Regions from separate parts of the Ovis aries genome. Here region 1 is linked to region 2. The links are chromatin contacts, called in public Hi-C maps. All regions are on one chromosome and are shown on one strand. The core of a region is the stretch at or near the end of the contact, and the rest is flanking DNA. Distances in the headings are between cores, read along the strand shown. Region 1 has its middle 42 kb from the start of HELT. Region 2 holds the start of ACSL1 (acyl-CoA synthetase long chain family member 1).

Region 1 (3,383 bases), core at 566-3,065, 88 kb after region 2:
TCTGAGGAATCAATGTACCTAACAAAGGATATCTAAAACTCAGAGAATGCCAGATAGCAGGAAGCTCCCAGGTCAGGGCATGCAGGACCCAGAGGGAGGATCAAGAGGAATAAGCTCCTAGTTCTCCCTATTTCTCGCTCATCTGTCCTTTCTCAGCATTCCTAGGATAGTACAATACCCATCAGTATAAACAGAGCAGTGGGGCCCTTGCCTGGGGATATGGGACCTGTGGGAACAGGCAGAGAGCGAGGCATAGCCCTTGCCTTCAAAACTTTCGGCCCTGTGCAGCCACAATGGAAAACAGTATGGCGATTCCTCAGAGAGCTAAATATAAAATTACCATCTGATCCAGCAATCCCATTCCTGGGCATATATCCGAACAAAACTGTAATTCAAAAAACACATGCGCCTCTTAAGTTCACAGCTGTCCAATTTATGACACCCGAGACACGGAAATGACCTAAATGTCCATTGACAGGTGGATGGATAAAGGAGGTGTGTACGTATATACAATGGAATACTCCTCAGCCATAAAGAAGAATGATGCCATTTGCAGCAACATGGATGCAACTGGAGATGATCACACTCAGGGAAGTAAGTCAGAAAGAGAGAGGCAAAACCCGCACGGTATCACTTATATGTGGAAACTAAAACATGGCATGAATGAACCTATCTACAAAACAGAAACAGGCTCATAGACACAGAGAGCCGACTTGTGGTTGCCAAGAGGGGAGGAGAAGGCGAGGGATGGGCTCAGGGTGAAGGGCTGGTACATGGAAGCTATCACATTTAGAATGGATGAACACAGAAGTCCCACTGGATAGCACAGGGAACTGTATCCAGCCTCCTGGGATAAACCATAATGGGAAAAAAATATAAAAAAGAATGTATATATGTGTGTAATTGAGTCATGCAGCTGTACAGCAGAAATTAACACAACATTAGAAATCAACTGCTTAACCCACTGGGTCCCCACGTCCCTTCTCTGCCTCTGCATCTCTATTCCTGCCCTGCGAATAGATTTGTCTGCAGTACTTTTCTAGATTCCACATATATGCCTTAATATATATGGTGTTTGTTTTTCTCTTTCTGAAACCGAAGCCCCACGGGACCACAAACATGAGCCAATCACAGGCACTATGAGCTCACAGCTGGGAACAGCCCTGTTTAGGCCCAAAGTTTTGTTTTGTTTAATTGAAATACAGTTCATTTATAATGTGTGTTAAGTATACAGTAGCTGTCTTTCTCTGTCTGGTTGGTTTCACAAGCAGATTGTGTAGGCTTGGGACTTCCCTGGTGGCACAGTGGCTAAAGACTCAGCCCTCCTCCCAGGGCAGGGGCCCAGGTCTGATCCCTATTCAGGGAAGTAGATGCCACACGCCACATCCGGATGCCACCACTAAGACTGGGAGCAGCAAAATAAGTGAATAAGTAATAAACAGAAGTTAAAAACTAATGAGTAGGCTCCTCTTAGAACAACCACAGTCTAGAGGAAGAGGGGCCTACCTTGTCCTGCAGGCAAGGAGCAGTCATGCCCCAGGGACAGGGCGGGTCTGGGGGCAGGGGGAAAGTCCTTCCAGGTCACTGAGAAGAAAGTGCCAAACTAAGCCCTGGCACTGGCTTGGTCCTGGCAGAAATAGCTAGGTACATGTGAACTGCAGGAGATGAATTTCTAGTGCAAAGAAACTTGGCCTCTAGGTCATGAGGGCCTCACAGCTGGTCATGCCTCAGCTGAGAATTAGCCTTCCCTTCAGGCGCTGGCGTGAGGGCCCCATTCCAGAGTCCAAAGTGGAGAAGCCACCCCGGGCACACCTTGTCAAGGACACCTTCTCCTTAGCTGCCTCAGGACAGGATGGAGCCAGACCCACCCTCCCAGGCTTAAGATGATGAAGGCACAAGTGATCACCCTGATTACCTGACATCATTATGGGATTTGGGGAAATTCCTCTTGTCCCTATGGACACTTTCCAAGTGGAGTGCTCCCACCCATGTCTTTCCCCACTAGCGACGGGGTTCAGCCCAGAAGGTAAACCACTAGAGATTTGTTGTTTGTTTGTTTTGAGGTTGTGGCTGGGGCGGGGGTCTCTTCCAGACTTAGCACCCTCTTTTGGAAGCAATGGTTAAGTGTATGAGCATAAGCTTAAGAAAAAATAAAACTATATTAGTCTTAGAAATCCAACTGTAATCATCACTGTTGCCTATGTGGCAATCTAGTGCGTAAGAGGCATACCAGTCTTCCAGAAGGGCACTGTGGCTGGTAAGAGAACAAGGCCAGCGGGTCACCCAGGATCTGGAAGGCTGTCTAGATGCTCCAGCATCTTTTCCAGCTTGCATGTGGAATATGAACTGAGTCTTCTGGACCCCTGGGATGACTAGGCAACTGAGGGGCAGGGAGGACCAACTGCTGTCAGCAAGGCCTCCTTTAACTAGAAAAATAAAAGGGGAGCCTGTGATTACATTCCTTGTAGGTCATAAACACCCCAAGTAGCTTATTTTTTTTTACGAAAACATCTACAATGAACATGTTTTGTAAATAGGAAGAAAAAACATAATATAAAATTGGTCTTGAAAAGAATAAAGATAGTTGTTACTACTGGGGAAAAAAAAGAAAAGTCAAATTTGTAATTATTTCAAGGTATATGTTTCATAATAGCAAAAACAAAAACAAAACAAAACAAAAAACCCTGTAAACAATCCAAATGCCTAACCTTTGGGGTACTGTTATACATTCATCTGAAAGAATATAGAGCCATTAAAACAATAAATATACGATAGTGTCAACACAGGGAAAATGCGCAGGAATAAAAAGAACAAAGACACACACATTCATTGATTGCTGCCATGGAAAGTCATGTTTAGACAGCGATAAGAATGAAAAATAACAGAGGTTGATCCTTTCAAGCAAAAGGATCCTTTGTGGTCAGGGGAGATATGAGGTGTAAGTCTCCATAGAAAGCTTTTTTATTGTTTTGTTTTTAATAGCAAATCGAGTTGATACAGCCTCTGTTAGGGACAATGAAACCACATTTTCCCCGGGATTCAAGCCTTCAGGGCTGCCTCAGGCAAAAGAGGAACACAGAAGTAAATTTATGCTCCAGCCCTCGTTTCACCCTACCTAGGGCTCCTCTCTTTCTATCTCTGTCTCTATCTCTCTATCTCTCTCTCTATATCTCTCTGTCTCTTTCCAAAGACCAAGTTCATTAAGTCCATTCACTCAGGTCTTGCCCTTTGCTCCTTGATTGGCAGCCAGTGTGGATGACTTAACCTCTGCTCACATATAATCAGCTGGGATACACCAGAATATTATCCTTCTTAGAAAATATTTTTCTTTCTGTATGAAATTATTTTTGACTCTCCCTCTCTTTCAATTTAAAAAGTAACAG
Region 2 (3,287 bases), core at 658-3,157:
CCATTTACAGCAAATGCAGAAAACAGGTCTATAACACATGGTCTATGATGTGTCTATCTGAAGTGAGAGAGGGAGATATGAAATGGGTTACTCTTCAGGGTTTGCTTTTTTCAGTCACAGAATTTTAGTTTCTGAAAGACTTTAGTCTAATGCACCCGTTCCCACATGAGGAGTCAAGTTTCAGCCTGAGAAGGGATTCTCCCAGTTGAATCAGAACAAGAATGAACATTTCCCAGGACTTGGCTCCACACTGATGGGAAGGGAATGTCACTTTAAAGGTCCCACCTTCTCAAGCCCATCCAACCAGACAATCAACTCAAATCTTAAGTTTTAAGCCAATTCAACCTGTCACCTCAGTCTGAAAAAGCTGAATCAAGCCAGAGGTACCCACTAGCTTTTAGTTTGTGTTAAGCAATTAATTGTTTAGGAGATAATAATCACAGCTGAAATTTGTCAGAAACTATGAAATTAACCAGTTTCTCTCATGCTAAGCAAAGGTAAAAAATAAACGGATATTAAGTTGGGGCACTTTACATACACCTGCACCAACAAGAAGCTTAAATGTTAGAACTTTCAAAGGCAAGGGCACTATTATAACGGTATTAATTAAGCTCCATAACCTTGAAAGTGGGTAGGGTGGGGAAGGGGTTTGCAAATTCTAGCCTAACACACCGATTAAGAGGAGCATCTGTCTCTGTGTTCTCATCCACGTGTTCATTCAAGTCACCTACCACCACGCTGTCTAGGCGGCAAGGAGATAGATATCATGATTTTTACTTCCTAATTTCAAAACATGCCAGGCTCTTTAAAACGACTCTATCACGGCCATGTACAGCAGCTGTGGCACTCTGCAGGCACCGCGAGAATTTCCACATGTGGCCACCGGCTTCGGATGCTGCCTTTGACCCTCCCGCGGGCGCGCAGGGACCACTCTTCACGCGGAGGCTCTGATGCTTCCACGCACTATCCGAGCATGCCCCCAACCCGCCTCGGAGGGGCAAGAAGGAGGCCGCGACCCAGAGAGCATCGACACGGCCCCGCGGCGATCATCGCCCCGAATCTGCAGCTCCGGGTCGGGCTTCCCGCTGGGCGGTCCCCGCCGCCACACAAACAAGGACCCGGATCCGCGGCGCGCGTCACCCGCACCCCGCCGTGCACCAGCCCAGCGCCCGCGCCACCGGGGGGAGAGGCGGGCGGGCATCGCCGGCTCTCTTGCACAGGAAGCAGCGGCGGATCGGGCGGCTTGGAGGCCTCCGCGGCGGAGGGAACTCGGGGAGCCGCCGGGCGGAGGCCGGAAAAGAGGAACGTCGCTGCGATCCGAGGGCGGGTTCTCGCGTCTCCGCTGCGGCCGCCACCTCCCGGGCTCCGGCCGGCGGGGCAGCCTTAGACCCGAGCCCCCGCCGAGACCCGGGCGGCGCCGCAGCAGGTACGGATGCGGCTCCCCCCCGCTAGAAGGAGCACTCACCTCCTCCGCAGGCCCGGCCGTCCGCCGCCGGCTGTCACTGCAGCCCACTGCCGGCCCCGGCTGGGTCCGGATGCTATTTAAGGGCGCCGCCGCCGCTTCCGAGAGCTGGCTGCGCTCCAGCCGCTCGCTGCAGCCTAGGAGCCGGGCTGAGGCCAGAGCGCGGGCCCCGCCCCGCCCCGCCCCCGGCCCGCCCCTCCCCGCCTGAGCCCCACTCCCCCGCCGTGTGCCTGCCCTGCGGTCCGGTCGAGCGCGTGCCCGGCGGCTGGTGGAAGCTTGGGGCACCGCGGGGGACGAACGCATCTCCAGGCTGGATTTCACAAGGAGTCCAAGGAAGGGCAAAGAGTAAATTGTGGTGGCTCAGTCCAGAAGTCTGCAGTGCCGGAGGGCGGGCCGGGAGACGCCCTTTCACGTCTTCCACCTTCAACCACAGGCCCTCTGACTCCTCGGGGGCGGAGGCTTTTGCCGGGAGGCTCCCTGGAGGTCCTGAGGGCTTTCCTTTCCTATTGGCTTTGGCAGAGAACTTGCATGATCCTTTTAACCTGGTTTCACCTCCCCATCCACCACCCCCTCCCCCGCCCCCATGCGGTTTCGCCACAGTTCCTGGCCGGGAAAGGCCCTGTTCTGGACTTTGCAGAGCGCTGGACATAAGACCAACAGGACAGATGAGCCTCAGGATAGTTGGATCAGAGCACAGGCTCGACACCACTCAAGGACAGTGTCCCCCTGCCAAGTTCTGAGGGCCCGTTCGCGGCTCAGCCCTGGCCATGCGGTTTTGAGGGCTTCTGTCTCTGTGCATGCGATGTCCATTGGGGCCTTCCAGAGCCCAGCGCAGTTTTTTTTCAGGCTCCTGATCCAAATGGTATTTTTCCTCTTAGCTCCTGAGGCCTGCCAGTAGCCTTAACCTCTAATACCAGGGTTCTAGTTACAGTGGCACTTGTGCCGGATGGTGGATAGAGGACTCTTGTCTAGTACTGCTTTGAATTGGAGGCATGAGAATTAGAATAAACGCCTCTAATAATGACAGATAACCTCTACTGAAATATTTCACACCCATTATCTTATTGAATCTTCCTCACAACCTTCTGAAGTGGATGCAGTCTCCATTCCCTTTTCACAGATGAGGCCCAGAGAGGTTGAATGCTAGGGAAGGCGAAATTATGTGGGAATTTAGGCGGTCTGCTTCCAGAGTGCATTCATAACAGTCAGGGGAGGTGTACAGGTTCTTCTGCTCAGGTGAGCTTGTGCTGGCTGAGGCCTCAAGCACTCAGATCGAGGCCATGATGATGCTCTAAGGACTTCTCCTGGGCCCCTCTCACTGGCTCAGAGCATCTGCTGTGGCAGCAGCGCTCATCTGCATGTGGTACAGCAATGGTGAGGCAGCCCACACTCCAGGAGCCTCTGCAACAGCTCGCTTCTCCTAGGCTCTCTTCTCCAGTTACATCTGCTAGCTCTGGACTCTCCATTTAAAACTAACAATGGGCTCCACTTTCGTTTTTACTCATTTCCACTTGGCTAATCCTGGATTTAGACCTCTGTCCAGGTCTCCTTCTCAACTGTGGTTCCATCATTTCAGTCCCTCTTTCCCACCCACCCCCTCCGACTGCTCCAGCCAGTCCTCCAGGCCCGGTGCCTCTTCAGATGCTTCCCAAGGTCTGTGGTGTACTAGTTTGCCAGGGCAGCCACAACAGGGTGCCACAAACTGGGTGACTTAAACAACAGAAATGTATTATCTTACAGTTCTGGAGAACCATACAAAAAAGATCTTAATGACCTGGATAACCACGATGGTGAGATCACTTACCTAGAGCCAGTCATCCTGGAA

The links. Hi-C and Micro-C count contacts between places; a contact is called where the count stands out from the background.
Region 1: a contact with region 2 is called in a Hi-C map of liver, with 2.5 times the contacts expected there. The contact joins the enhancer-like site here to the promoter of ACSL1 in region 2. A contact is called at or near these places in 3 of 16 Hi-C or Micro-C datasets (liver, mixed tissues and muscle).

What each region holds. Positions count from the first base shown.
Region 1 is chr26:14,523,791-14,527,173 of ARS-UI_Ramb_v3.0, forward strand. No RefSeq gene overlaps it. Among named protein-coding and RNA genes, the nearest start is that of HELT, 42 kb to the right of the region's middle. Within about 2 kb of position 1,816, at least 5 of the 54 cell types and tissues checked have an H3K27ac peak or open chromatin away from gene starts, as enhancers often do. A contact at or near this core is called in liver and muscle, where this site is marked.
Region 2 is chr26:14,435,391-14,438,677 of ARS-UI_Ramb_v3.0, forward strand. ACSL1 (acyl-CoA synthetase long chain family member 1) reads right to left here and starts at 1,908. Exons shown (of 21, transcript XM_060406942.1): 1 at 1,697-1,908.